Linked DNA regions of Mus musculus: region 2 is linked to region 1. A link is a contact called in public HiChIP or PLAC-seq data. All regions are on one chromosome and are shown on one strand. Each heading gives the region's core, a stretch centred on a gene start, on an enhancer-like site or on the middle of the called end of the contact. The rest is flanking DNA. Distances are from core to core; before and after follow the strand shown.

Region 1 (7,169 bases), core at 3,284-5,783:
TACATGTAAACATACACATATATATTTTACCTTCCCATTCTTAGGAACAGAGTAAAAATGTCAGGGGCTGGAAAGACGGTTCAGTAGTTAAGAGTGTGTATTACTCTGCCAGAAGATCCAAGTTCTTCTCAGCAGCCACATTAGGAGGCTAACATCTGCCTGTGACTCCTGTTCCAAGAAATCTAGAACACCTTGACCTCCATACACGTGATGCACACTCACATACATATGATTACTCTCTGCTAGATGGGAATAGAGTAAAAATGTTGGGGGCTGGATTCAGACTGCTGAATGCTTAAAATACCTTGCTTTTATAGAGGACCTGAATTTAGTTCCCAGCACCTATATGGTGTCTCACAACCATTTGTAACTCTACTTCCAGGGAATCCAACATCCTCTTAAAGCCTCCTTGTGTACCAGACATACACATGGTACACATATATATATAGTCAGCCAAAATGCTAATGCATAAAGAAATCTACCCCATTTTTAAGGTTGGAAGCCTGTTTATTTCATGAATGATGAGAAATGGTCATTCTGGCAGAAGACTGTAATATCAGTATTTGGGAGGCTGAGGCAAGCCTGGACCACAGAACAAGATTCTAATCTTAAAAAAAAACTCACAAATTAAATTCTGCCTTACAGAAACATCTTAACTATATCACCATCCTTATGTATCTGAGGCTGGCTTTGAATTTAATATACAGCTGAGGCTGCCCTTGAATTCCCAATTCTACCACATTCACTTCACAAGTGTTGGGAGTACAGGTGTGTGCCATCATATCCGGCCAAATTACACCTTTTAAGTTTCAAGGTAAACTGGCTTAGAAACAAAACTATATGCTAAAACTGGAGCATTAAATGACATAGTAGCACTGGGATTATAGAATTCTCAAAGAATTAGTGAAATATATTTAAAAAAAAACTGCAATTCTTGCCACCTACAACAAGCAGTAGAGCTGGTCCCAAGGCCATGAGAGCCCTGGGTAGCACAACAGAGCTGGCCCTGGTGGTGTGGGGCGGGTAAGCCACTTCAGAAGGCCTGAGAGTGAGAGAGCTGGCTCTGTTCTCTTGCCAGTCTGGGCAGTAGTTGAGCTATCCACTACTTGGGGCAGTGCTGGAGAGTCTGTCCTGGTCATGTGGGTGTGGGAGAGCTGCTGGGCTAACCAGCTAAGCTACCACCCAAATCTGGATTTTGAGTTGTCTCACCCCAACATCTACACCACCTATGAACTGCTGTAGCATGTGAAGGGACTGGTCTTACAGATTAAAAACTGCAGGATTTCCATGACACAGGGCAGCAACAGGATATATCCAAGAGAGGTCCTGGTGAAGATCCAATATTGATAGTGTAGCAGAAGCCAAAGTCCTCGAAATGACCATTTGTAAGTAAAAAGTGTGGGAAAAGGCTATACTGTGGGACACACTACAGCTTCCACAATGAGATGTTGTTTGTTTTCTTTTGGAGGGTTGGTGCAATGATGGAAGGTGGGTATAAAGGGATGGGGAGAGGAATATGGGATTGGCATGCATGATGAGAAACTCATAAAGAACAATAAAAAATACTGGAATGTTTATTACTACCATAAGAAAAAGGCACTCATTAAAGTATTTAATAAAATGATAAATACATGACACATTTTAGCTTTACCTCCTTTCCTTATGAAAACCAAGGGAAAGACTAGGGATGTAGATCAGCGGTAGACCACTAACCTAACAGCGGTAAAGCCCCAGGTCTCTCTCTCCCAGCAATGAAGAGAGATTAACAAATCAAGCCAACAACATGATTCTACCTATCATCTCACTGGCAGAAGCTCTATGAAGCTTATGAGGTGGTACCATGCCAAGGTACCCAAAATATTTTCAGGAGAGATTAACTGGTGTTTTCGTATCAATAATTAATGACTGCTTGAGGTGTTAAGAGAAGGAAAAGCAAATATCTCAGCAACATACAAAGTAACAATTTCAGTGAGTTGAGTTTGGAAAATCAGAGAAGGTTTCCCGGGAATTAAGTAAACCTCAAAACAAAACAATGGCTGAAAAGCCTAGAAAGGTAGAACAAAAGCAGTTAAGAAGGAAGCAGGATAAACTTAAGTCCTGAGGTGTGGAAATAAGTCATGGCTTTGAGGGACCAGTTAGTTGCCTGGATGTTGCTTTAATATAGGTTAGGTGGAAGATAAAGTAGAGATCAAGGGCCAAAAATTGGGAATCTGACTGAATTTTTAAGGACCCTGGATTTTGGCCTGCAAACTGCAACCTAAAGAATGGATTAAAGTAAAGTTAATGATTCTAGTTAGGAAACTACTCCAACCAACTAAGTACAGAAATTCAAGCCGATGAGCCTCAAACCACCAGGCAAATGAAAAAGGAGGAGGAGGAGGAGGAGGAAGAGGAAGGAGAGGAAGAGGAAGAGAAGAAGAAGAAGACATCAAAGACCATACATTGTATGATTCCATTTATGTGAACTATCCAGAAAAGGCAATCTTGCAGAGATAGAAGGTGAGTTGGTACATAGGGCTTGTTGGTACATGCCTGTAGTCGCTTCACTTAGGGGATGGAGCCATACGTATCAGTAATTTAAGGCTTGTCATGCTCAGTTCCATCATATGTCTGAGGCTATTTGGGACTGTCAAAGAGAGACAGAAAACAGAGAGAAGAGGGATAGTAGTTACCTGCTGACATATTAAGGGAAGAGGTACTGTGAATAGGCAAAAAGGTAATTTTTTGGGCTATGGAACTATTCCTTAAAACTGTTTTTTTTTTTTAAAAAATTCATTTATTTATTATATGTAAGTACACTGTAGCTGTCTTCAGACACTCCAGAAGAGGGCATCAGATTTCGTTTAGGCTGGTTGTGAGCCACCATGTGGTTGCTGGGATTTGAACTCAGGACCTTTGGAAGAGCAGTCGGCGCTCTTAACCACTGAGCCATCTCACCAGCCCCTAAAACTGGTTTTCAATACTATTTAATTTACAAAAGTCATCACTGAACAAGTAAGTGGGGAGAAATCCACTTGTGAATGAAAAAAGCAAAACAAAACAAAAACAAAACATTTTTTTCCAGAGGGACAACAGGAACAAAGGGTATGTGGTGTATTGATGAAATATATAAGGGCAACTCAAGTTTCTAGCCTGAAGGGTAGAGGTGACATTGGTACTATTAAAGGGAAAGAAGCAAAGGAAGAGGTCATTTAGGTAGTCAGGTGAAGGGGCTGCTTATCTTAACTGTGTGCTAGTCTCCAAGCACTGGGTACCAGGAATCTGAGCCAGCCAGTAGCCTCCTTTGTCATGTTTACAATGTAATGTTCTCATTACAAAGTAGTAATGAGAAGCTAGGGTGGACAGAACAATTTTAAGTGAACACTGACTGTTTTTACGATCACATATAGATAAGAAACGCTTGATTTAGGACACATTTCTTTCTACTTGCTCTATAATAAATGAACTTACAGCTTACGTATCACGATGGAAATCTTGAGAAGCAAAAATTTTGGTTTTGCATCACTTGCTCCTGCTTATCAAAGAGCTGGAATTAAAGCATCATCGGAAAGTGACCATTACAAACGTAATCAAAGTACCGAAGTTAATCCAGGTGAAGCTCAAGTTAGTAAAAAAGCAAAACAAACTCACAATCCCGGTGATACTTTAAATAAATAATACTACAATTAAAAACTTTCACAATATAAATTGTGTCACAGAAAATTCGAATATAATGCAGCTTCCTTTTGGTAAGAGTGAGATTTGAACTGTCTACAAACCAATCTTGTTTGTGATAGCAAGATTTCGGCTATTATGTATGTCAAACAAGGAAAACATAACCAACAAGTACTTAAGGCCGTTTTGATTTGAAACATGACTCAGGAGTCATGGGTGTGGCTTCAAGCCTCTGCCTTCAGTCGCAGTTTTCTCATTTGTTAACAATGGCCAGGGCACAGTTGGGTAAGTTTTGCTATTTTCACTGGGTTAATGATTCTCAGTATACAGAGAAGGGCAGGGCAAGGGAAAGGACAGACACCTGCTCACTGCAGTCTGCCTAAACGCCCACAGTCAACAAGCAGGACTGTGCAGGCTTCTGTAAGCCGGGCATTCCAGGCTAGTGGTACAGCAGCTCCAGAGTTTGTTCAACAACTCAAAAGGGAGGTCCGCGAGGGAGGACCATTTAAGACCTTCTCGCTTCTGACTGCCTACCTTCACTGCGTACAACTTGCCGCCTTTCTGTCCCAGGTACACTTTCCCGAATGCACCACGGCTAATGGGCTTCACTATGGTGAACTCCTCAATGGAGGGTGGTCTTGGTACCGGGATCCTACTCACGCACTCCTCTATCGCCGCACCTCCTTCATTCTCCTCACTTGCCGAGGCGGACTCCATTGCTGCACAGCTCGCCCTGCAGCAGCAACTCCCGCCAGCTAGATTCAAAAGGTTTCGCCTACGCCGGACGCCTCCCGTGACGTCACCGCGCGTCTGCGCTCTGCCGGCTCCCTGTAAGCAGGCATCGACGGGTGGGGGCCGGCGGCACTGCTGGGCGCAGTCTGCGGAGCGCTAGGCGGAGCCGGCGGCGCTGCCGGAAGGGGCGCTGGGCGGGGCTCAGCCGCGGATACACGGGCTGTTTTTGTGACGAGGCAGTGCATTCTGGCCAATGAGCAAGGGACTAAGACTTTATGTAGTCTGGTGGGGTCCTTCCGAGTCTCAGTCAAGATCTGCAGTTCTCCCTCCCTCCGCATGAGCTAGAAGCCAGGCCGACTGTTAAGTAAAGCAATGGCTAGGGATGATGTGTGGAAGCTAGCGAAGCCACAGAATGTGGAGAGCCTGGGTGAGCGTTAAGTGCGTTTGACCGCGTACTGAATTCAGAAACAGAGTAGGAGCGACTAGAAGAACATCCAATTTATTGTGGAGGTGGTGATAGGAACCTCGAAAAACCACCCCAAAGTGACAGAGTCCCCGGAAGAGGCGGAGCGCTGACGGGCGGGGGCGGGGTGAACGCGGAGGCTTGCTCCGGAAGCACTGTACCTATGGTCTTCCGGGGCAGATGTCGTCGTAGCAGCTGTCGGGAGGGGAAGCCATTTTTTCGTTTCTGGGAGGAGTAAGGGAGAAACTGGGAGAAAAGCAAAGAGAAATAAAGAGAAAATAAAAGGGCTCAGCCCCTTTCCTCGGAGCTGAAGCTAAGAAGCAGTTTCGGCTGGCCGGTAAGATCTCGAGGGCCCGGAGATGTTCTCCCTGTCGAGCACTGTGCAGCCTCAGGTGAGCCCAGCATTCAGGCGTTTTCCTGCGTCCCTTTTGCGACTTTTCCCCGGATGCTGTAGTAGAATCGGTGTTTCTGAAGCAAAATTAGTGAGGGAAGCGACGAACCCTGTTTGAGTCGCAGGCTGAAAAGGAGATCAGGGGACAGTGCTGAGACTATGACCTGACACTAACCGTGGTGAACATCACATAGCGTATCCACTGGCTTGCACAGAATTTCTGTTGACAATTCAGGGACTGTTTAGGGTTGGACAGTCTGAGATGGGGATTTGTGAAATCTGCGAGAAAGGTAAAGAAGACAGTGTTCTTTCCATCCATCTATTTCTGATTACCCTTTTTTCCTTTCAAGCCGAATTTAGTTCAAACATACTCTAATAATTCGAATAGCATCACAATTTCTTTCTTTCTGGGTAGAATTAACTTGTGCACATTTTTGAATCATTAGATTCTTGCAATTAAATTTTAAACATTTTTTAAAAAATCAGGACCCAAATTATGTTAATTTTTCCTTGTTTCATTAAAATTTGTTTTCTTTTTGGGGGGGAAGGTGTTAACAATGTTTAATTAATTAATTAATTATATTTTATTTTTTGAGGCGAGGTTTCATTGTCTATCTTTGCTGTCCTAGTCCTTATTATGTCCAGGCTGGCCTCCTAAGTGTTGGGATCATGGCTCCCACCACCATCACACCAGATGCACCATCAACTTGTCTTGAGGATTATTCCTTGGGAGGCAGGCAGAGAATCTAGAGATGTTACATAGTGAGACTTGTCTCAAAAGACTGCCCCCCCAAATGTTCGTTACATCTTACTACCTGCCTCTTTTTGTGTTCCTATGGAATTGGTAGACTAATGGAGAAAGGAATTGCTTAGCTGCTACTTAGGCAGCAAGCGAACCAAGCAAATGTAGATTTCTCCTAGTCACTGGAAATAAAGATGAACAATAAACGGATATTTCGCCGGGCGTGGTGGCGCACGCCTTTAATTCCAGCACTTGGGAGGCAGAGGCAGGCGGATCTCTGAGTTCAAGGCCAGCTTGGTCTACAAAGTAAGTTCCAGGACAGTCAGGGCTACACAGAGAAACCCTGTCTCGAAAAACCATAAGTAAATAAATAAATAAATAAACGGGAATTTCAGGCAGACAGAAAAATATAAATATAAAATCCTGTGAGGAACAAAAGTCAGGCCCATGTGGCAAGAACAGAGTGGCTAAAGGGAGGTTGGAGAGAAGCCTTGAGGCAGTTACAGAGTTCGATTCATTTGATTTCTGTGACCAGGTTGTCATTTGGAGGCTTGCTCTGGCTTCTTGTGTGGAGAATATGAAAGGGCAAAAGTGTAAGTGTTGTAGATTTAAGGATGCTGTTGCTCTGACACAGGAAAGGCATTCAGTAATTATGGAAAAGAAATTGCTTTGTCTAGTGTGGCACCTCTAATTCCAGACTTGGTGAGAGGGTCAAGAGGATTAGGATTTGGCAGCCAACCTGTCTCACAAAAATTAAAGTAGAGAAGAAAAGAAGTAATAGAATTTCACTCAGTGTAAGTGGGAGAGATGGTGGAAAGTGATATTTCTGTGTTGGTCAGCTTGATACAAGAAAATGCTGTTTTTTTAGGATGACAGTGTCTGGAGAAGTTTTAGTAATTAAAGATGTCTGATAGAGACTGTTGAATATAATATTAATTTATATGAAGAAAGCATGGTGAATAGTATACCATCATGAGGTAGACAGCATAACATGGTAGAAGAGCAAAAGAACAAGGGGGAAACCCACTCTGGTGGCGTAAAGACTGGATTTCCATGGCTTATATACTTGCTTATTGTGGGTTTTGTACAACCCCATGTAGCACAGAGCAGTTTGTAGTTCTGTGCTATTCTTCCTAGCTAATCGCCTTCCACCTCTTACTGCTGTTATAGTGGAAACTGAATTAAGC
Region 2 (7,169 bases), core at 2,983-5,482, 1.2 Mb before region 1:
AAATTTCCTGAGATGCCTAGGGGTGAGCACTGAAGTTTTTGAGTTCTTGGCAAGTGAAACTTCTTGGAAGGCTATGTGGGTTTGAATAAAGATGGCCTCCCTCATAGGCTCAAAGGGAGTGTATCACTAGTAGGAGGTGTGCCTTATTGGAAAAAGTATGTTGTTGGGAATGGGTTTTGAAGTTTCAGCAGCTCAAGCCAGGCCCAGTGGCTTTCATGCTTTCTGCTTGCAGATTTCTGGTCCATATGTAGAACTCTCAGCTCCATCTCCAGCACCATGTCTGCCTGTGTGGCACTATGCTTCACACCATGATGATAATGAACTAAACACCCCTGAAAGCATAAGCCAGCCCCATGGGAAATGGTTTCCTTCATAAGAGCTGCCATGGTCATGCTGTTTCTTCACAGCAATAGAAACCCAAACTAAGACAAAGGTCAAGTTGGAAACAATGGGTATGTGTTCAATGCAGCATGAGAAATGAATGAGCATGCTAGGCAGCTTTGTGTTACTGTAACAAAATACCTGAGACAAGTAACTTGTAAAGACAAATATCTATTTGGCTTATAGCTTGTGACATTCAAAAGCATGGTGCTTATACTGGCTGAGTTATAGTAAGGGTAGCTCTAAAGATAATCTCTTATGCACTTTATGGAAGCATCACCTACCAATAAAAACTGATGGCCTATTAGCAAAAGGCAGGAAGTAGAGTGTGGGAGTTCTGGTAGAAAGACTAGAACTCTGAGAGATAGTCAGAGGCAGGGGATTCACCGTGGACTCTGAGGAAGTCAGATTCATGAAACTGAGGAGAGATAACTAGCCACTATTTGGTAAACATAGAATAGTTTAAAGCTTTTGAGTACAAGCTAGTCAAGAAACAAGCCAAAGCTTATGGCATAGGCATTTATTCATAAATAAATAAGCCTCTAAGTCATTATTTGAGAACTGGGGAGCAGATTGAAAAGTTGCAGGCTACAGATAGCAGATACGGGCACTTCATGAACAGTCTGCATTCAACAATGAATATTCAACCAAGAATACCTGGAGACATCCAAACCAACCAAAACCATAGAGATGAGGAAGGGTTAAGAATGGGCAGAAAAAAAAATGTTTTCAGGAATGTTTTCTGTAAAAGGAAACAAATTTGATGAAACACTAGTGTAAGTGAGAGAGAGCAGGAGGAAGGCCTTCTATTCATTTCTTAGAAGGAGAATCACTACTGAAGAACAGAGAGGAGATTCAGTGCACAGTATAATGACTGACCTAAGAGGACACTCTTTATGCGGATGGGGAATGGGTTGAGCTCCCACCCAGCATCCGTGGAATGTGCACGGTGAAAGCAGCTCACTACTCAGTCCCTTATGCAGAAGACCTGTAATAATGGTCATGGAATCCTATTTGAATAAGAAGGGAAGTGGGCACTGGAGGGAGATGCAGACCAGGTAACCATAACATGAATAGACTGGGAATCCTCTCTGACTGGAACCCCGCAAATTGCGCAGGGAATTTTAAATGCAATAGGATCATTAACACTGCATCTTTCTTGAGGATAAGGATAAAGACAGAAAATCGCCTTTCTCCTTCTTTTTCTTCCCCTTATCGATTTCTCTTTCTTCTCTACTTCCTTTTAGAAAAAGTACATGTACTAACACATGCTCTGTGAATAGACTACCTTCAGAGAAACGCATGAACCAGTAAACATGAAGCTCTCTGGAAAATGCTTACAACCTCAGCCAGACTACAGACTACAGAGGACGGTTAATTGGTGGTGGTGTTTTAAAATAAAAGTTATTTTAAATAGGGGAAAATTAATTGTGAAAAATTCAGGCAAACTACCATACAGTTTTCAGCAAAAGGAGAGATTCAATCAAACAAAATGCACCTCGTGAAGTCAAGAGCAGATTACTAAATTGCTTAAATTCATTTCCATCTCCACATGCAGGCACAGCCTGAGTCACAGCTCAGTCCAAAGCTGGGTGCTTATGAAGGCAAATTATCTGTCTTGGGTCAGCAGGGTTCCATTGCACATAGAGCCACCGCAATTTTAAAAGTGCTAAAATTCTACAGCATTTCAGTATGTGTCCTAAGCCAGAAAGAATTTGCCATGATATAAATAGGGCCCAGGAGAACCCTATTAAATCTGCAGCATTGCAGGAAACACGAGGGCAAAGCAGTGCATGCTGTTCATCTGGCTTTTCCCAGCTATGGCATGCAATTACACATGGTAAGGGACAGCTTGGAGAGGCTCACACATCTAGCTACACATCTGGTCAGGGTTGGCCTTAGGAATCACTCTTTTCAACCTTTGTACTCATCCTGTGTGCTTAATTCAGCTACTTGTCCTTGAGTGAAGCAAGCACAGAAGAGACACTTATGGAAGGGAAATAATATACTGTATACTGGTGTTTAGAAGTATGTACAGAATGATCTGTCATGCTGTGATGTTCCCCAGTAGCCTGTGTATGTGTCATAAACATACTATTCCTCTGGGAAAATGGATGCTCCATTTACTCTGCTTGGATTTGTGTGTGTGTGTGTGTGTGTGTGTGTGTGTGTGTGTGTGTGTGTGTGAGAGAGAGAGAGAGAGAGATAGAGAGAGAGATAAAGACAGAGACAGAGAGTCAGAGACAGAGCACTGTATCTCATAAACCTATATGAGTAGTTATATGCTGAGATTTTAACAAATTAACTATAGCACATTAGCGCATGCACCAGGGAAGCAGATCTTCACCTTTCCCTCTGGCCCACTAAGTCCAATTTCCCATACTCCTCCTTCTTAGGTAGCAGACCTTCACCTGTGTTTGTTCTGACTCTCTGTCCCTATTCTATGGCACTAACTACATCCTGGTGGAATGTTCTCCTTTACTCTCTCCTGTGGAGCTGCTCAGTCCCCCACCCCAAACCATCCCCATTTAAGTGTCAGCTCCCAATACCAGAAACACATTTCACCAGGGAAGCACAGTATCCACAGAAGAATTTCCTATCAGGCAACACACAGCCACCACACTCTCCTAAGAATAAGAGGGCAACAGAAAACAAAAGGAAAAAAATCCACCTAACAAAGAGAAGACCAAATATCAGCACCTTGAACTACAATCTTCCAAATCCTAGATACTTACAATCCAGAATGAAAACACATTCATTAGCATCTAGGATGATAAGTCTCCTTTGAAGCCCAGCAACCCCAACACAGCAGACCCTCAGTATTCCAACATAGCTTAAAAACAAGAAAAAGACCTTGAAACAGCCTTTATGAATATAATGAGGTACTTAAAGAGGGAACAAATAAACCCCTTTAAAAAATCATCTGCAACACAGCAGTGGAAGGAAATGAAAAGAACAGTTCAAGACCTGAAAGCAGAAATAGAATCAATTAAGAAACCCAACTGAGGAAAATCTGGAAATGAATAAATTTAGGAATTTGAGCAGGAAGCTCAGAGGCAAACCTCACTAGAAGAATATAAAAGATGGAAGAGAGAGTCTCAGGCATTCAAGACACAGCAGGAGAATAGAATATATTGGTAAAAGAAAATGTTTAAACTCTAAAACTCCTGGCACAAAATATCCATGAAATATTGGACACTGTGCAAAGGCCAAATCTAAGAATAATAGGCATATAGGAAGGAAAAGAAACACAAGTCTAAGGCTCAGAAAACATTTTTTTAACAAAAATCATAGAATAAAATTCTCATGATCTAAAGAAGGAGATGCCTATCAAGGTACAAGAAACATACAGAACACCAAATAGCTCAGACTAGAAAATAAACCCACGTTAGCACATAATAATCAAAGCACTAACTGTATAGAACAAAGAGAGAATATTAAAGCTCCAGGGGAAAAATGACCATGGCCCAAGAGTTACACTTGACATCTCACTGGAGACTCTGTAAGCCAGAGGGACTGGGTAGATGTTCTACAAATTCTAAGATACCACAGATGGCAGCCCAAGCTACTATACCTAGCAAAAGAAAGCTATTTTGTTTGTTTGTTTGTTTGTTTGTTTGTTTTTCTGACTTGACAGCAAAAGCCTGGCACTTTAATTGCCTCCTACTCTGAATTCTTTACACATCATACAGATTCTGCAAGGGCATCTATTGGGCTCATTTTATCTCACAGTCTGTTCTATGTAAGGTTCAAGGTGAGCAGTGGATTTTGGTAACTCCCTTGTTTCTGATCAGCAGTGGCTCTTTGTCTTGTTTTCTTTCTGTGCTACATAGAATTGACCACTTGAGTGCAGCATTGAGTTGGCTTGAACTAAACTACTGTCACCAAGCAAGCGATCTGAACTCTGAAGGAGCTGACAGACAGGAAATGAATAATTCTCCACGTACGTCACTGTCTCAAAAATGACAGTGGGCTTTGCTACAGAAATTTATTTAAAAGCAGAACACCCTTGTGTGCCCCTTGTGGGAGCTTTTGACAATAAATGACTTGTTTTTTGATAGTTTTAAGAAGAAAACTCACATAGCAAATCGGAGTCAATGCACAAGCCACAATGGAAAGCAAGATTAGCTCTGCATTTGTTCATGATATGAAAGGGCACATCTGTTCTGGTGACCAAACATTCCCTCAGTCCTTAGGGTTCAACATACCTGAAGGAAAACGTTCCGTAAGTCAGATTTTCTCAACAACAGGTTGATAGCTGTGTTTTACTTAGTCAAGCAGTTTCCTGAAATGCCCAGTGCACTGTACAGATGCTGCAGTCTCCCAAGATTCCAGCGATGGCTGCAAATAGAGGCTAAGATGGTCTACTGAGCTCAAAGCCATGCCTCTGCAGGAATCTGACAGTCAAAACCAGAGTCCTACTGCTCTGTAAAACAAAATGGAGCCTGATGTTCCAAAAGCTGGGAAAGAACCAGAACCAGCCCTGGGAAGGACATTGTTCTTCAGAACCTTAGCCTTGTCTCTACTTTTCTCCAGGATCTGAAAAATAGAGTATGTTTTAATAGTTGGTGTCTCCTGAAACTCCAATGGAAATGTGTAATGAGGGATGGGAGTTTCTCTATAATTCTAAATTCTGTTTACCTAGTCTCTGGTTTATTATAAGAGTGTTTACGACTCATTTGCTAATCCAGTAGACATCCTCTGAATATCTAGCATGTATCCAGCACAGAGGAGACAAAGATGAAAGAGAGATTGAGGCTGTGTACTAAAGAGTTCCACAGTATAGGGAAAACAAAACATACACCTGAAAATAACTATAAACGTGCTGATTTCATTCAGGCTCTGACACCATTATCCTTCTACAGATTATTATTGTGTAATAATAACTAAATTATGCTTCAGAGGGTAATCTCAGAGAACAGAGGTCTAATTTTCTGGATGAGAAAGGTGCATTCCAGGGTATAAGGGTTGTGGTCACATAGTTGGTGTAAAATCCACAAAAGGAGTTGGATCATTTCCACTGACAAGAATATCATTCCAGAATGGAGGACTGTTGCAGAGATACACTGCAGCCTGCATTTCCCTGGAAACTCTAAGTGCTCAGTGGAAACCTTTAGTAGATAGGTGTTTATTGACCTTATTTTAAGATTTCTCCTGGCTTCCTTTGTCTGGACATGTCTCACCACTACGTTCTGTACTGCTTAGTCTCTGAGATTCTTAGTGGGCCACAGAGGGCCCTGACTTTTCATTGGCACCCAGTTTCCTAAGCTTTGGTGCTGGAACTTGGTTTTGGACAGATTAGTAAACATTTGCACTAGCGTATGAGAATTCAACCCTATGTAATTTTGCTTCCTTACTATGCCCAACCAACATCATTTCCCTATCTACATTTAACAGCATTTCTCAAAAGTCAGTGGGAAAGCTGATACCTCATGCTGGACAGGTTTAACAGCAGCACTTGTCAATTTCCAGGCTATAAACACTTTCACCATGGGCGCTCTCAGGCTGCCCATGTTTCAGTGGGGAGCTGTGGGGAAAACATGCAGCAGAGAACAGCTTCACAATGGTCACTCCAGGGCAGCTTCTGCAGACTGCTGCCCGGGTGAAGAAGGAGACTCAGCAATGACCTGCACTATTCGCCCTGACAGGCACACCTTCCTGTGGTGATATGAAGAGAAACACAAGGTGTCTCTTGTGGATTCAGTTTAAAAAATTAATTAATTAATTAATTATTGGCCAGTATTTAGGCTAAGTGAAAGGCAGCATTTCACATTGTTTAGAGTAGAGAGAAAACCACAAAAATATAAAATTAGCTTGCTAAATTAAAAAGACACAAAAGAAAGGAGGCAAACAACTGTGATCACCTTGTAATTAGAATTCTGTAACACCTTCTCCCTTCCAGGCACCTTTGTGAACTTAATAGCAGAACTCCCAGGTAAGATTATTGATGGGAGTGTGGCTGAAAAACAATAGATCCCTAAAAGATTTGAACCTACAAACTCTGATCATTATATCAGGGGCTTAGAGGGGGGTTTGTTTCTCTAAAATTCATATGCATAAATCCTAAGTCCTAGCTGACATTGTTGGGAGATGGCATCTTTGTAGTCAAGTTCTTAAAAGTAGAGCCCACACAGCTGGGGCTATTGGGTCCTTATTGGGGGTGGGAGGTTGTAGTCTGGCCTTCATGTGAAGACACCTCAGGAAGACCCCACTCTGCAAGTCAGAAAGTGCAGGAGGTGCTGCCCAAATGCCCCTTCATCTTGACCTAGAACACAGAAGTGTAAGAAGTTGAATGTTTGCTGTTTAAGATGACCAGTCTTTGGTTATTTGTTATTGCAACTTGAACAAAGACTATAAGTATTGATCAAGCACCCATTTCTAGATAACTACATATTTAGAATTTCAGGGGAAAAAAAAAGACTCAAATAATATAAAAACCAAAACTAAAGTTGTTTTCTATGAAAATGATGCAGTAATGTCAATGCTCTGCTCTATTCCCTGGCCAAGAGTCTGGAGCTGTAGAGAGAGCAAGGGGAACATAGTATATTTCTGAGCAGATCAGATCCCAGGCCGAAGTAGGCTCAGCTGTTCTAGGACAAACCTTTTGCCACTGCTCAGAGGAGATTTATTCTGTAACAGAACACTGCTTTTGCCAGCCCAGCCAGAGTCAGCCCAGAAACCACAGTTCACAAACACCAGGTGTGGCCTTTCATATTAACTCAAGACCAAGGAGAGTCTTCATTTACATCCTTGCAGACTCTGCAGGGGGAGGGTGGCAGATAGTTTCA

What was found. HiChIP or PLAC-seq counts read pairs in DNA pulled down with a chosen protein or histone mark.
Region 2: a contact with region 1 is called in an H3K27ac HiChIP or PLAC-seq map of thymic regulatory T cells, with 9 times the contacts expected there. The contact joins the enhancer-like site here to the promoter of Mastl in region 1. A contact is called at or near these places in 3 of 39 promoter capture datasets (the 3T3-L1 cell line, cranial neural crest and hippocampal neurons) and 3 of 115 datasets of contacts at active chromatin or transcription factors (astrocytes, cardiomyocytes and thymic regulatory T cells).

What each region holds. Positions count from the first base shown.
Region 1 is chr2:23,151,491-23,158,659 of GRCm38.p6, forward strand. It overlaps Mastl (microtubule associated serine/threonine kinase-like), which reads right to left and starts at 4,534. Exons shown (of 12, transcript NM_025979.4): 1 at 4,189-4,534. The coding sequence starts at 4,371. Yme1l1 (YME1-like 1 (S. cerevisiae)) reads left to right here and starts at 5,015. Exons shown (of 19, transcript NM_013771.5): 1 at 5,015-5,241. The coding sequence starts at 5,209.
Region 2 is chr2:21,954,314-21,961,482 of GRCm38.p6, forward strand. Gm39767 (a long non-coding RNA gene) reads right to left here. Exons shown (of 6, transcript XR_866004.1): 2 at 4,590-4,807. Among named protein-coding and RNA genes, the nearest start is that of Gm39767, 6.3 kb to the right of the region's middle. Within about 2 kb of position 4,233, at least 68 of the 459 cell types and tissues checked have an H3K27ac peak or open chromatin away from gene starts, as enhancers often do. A contact at or near this core is called in thymic regulatory T cells, where this site is marked.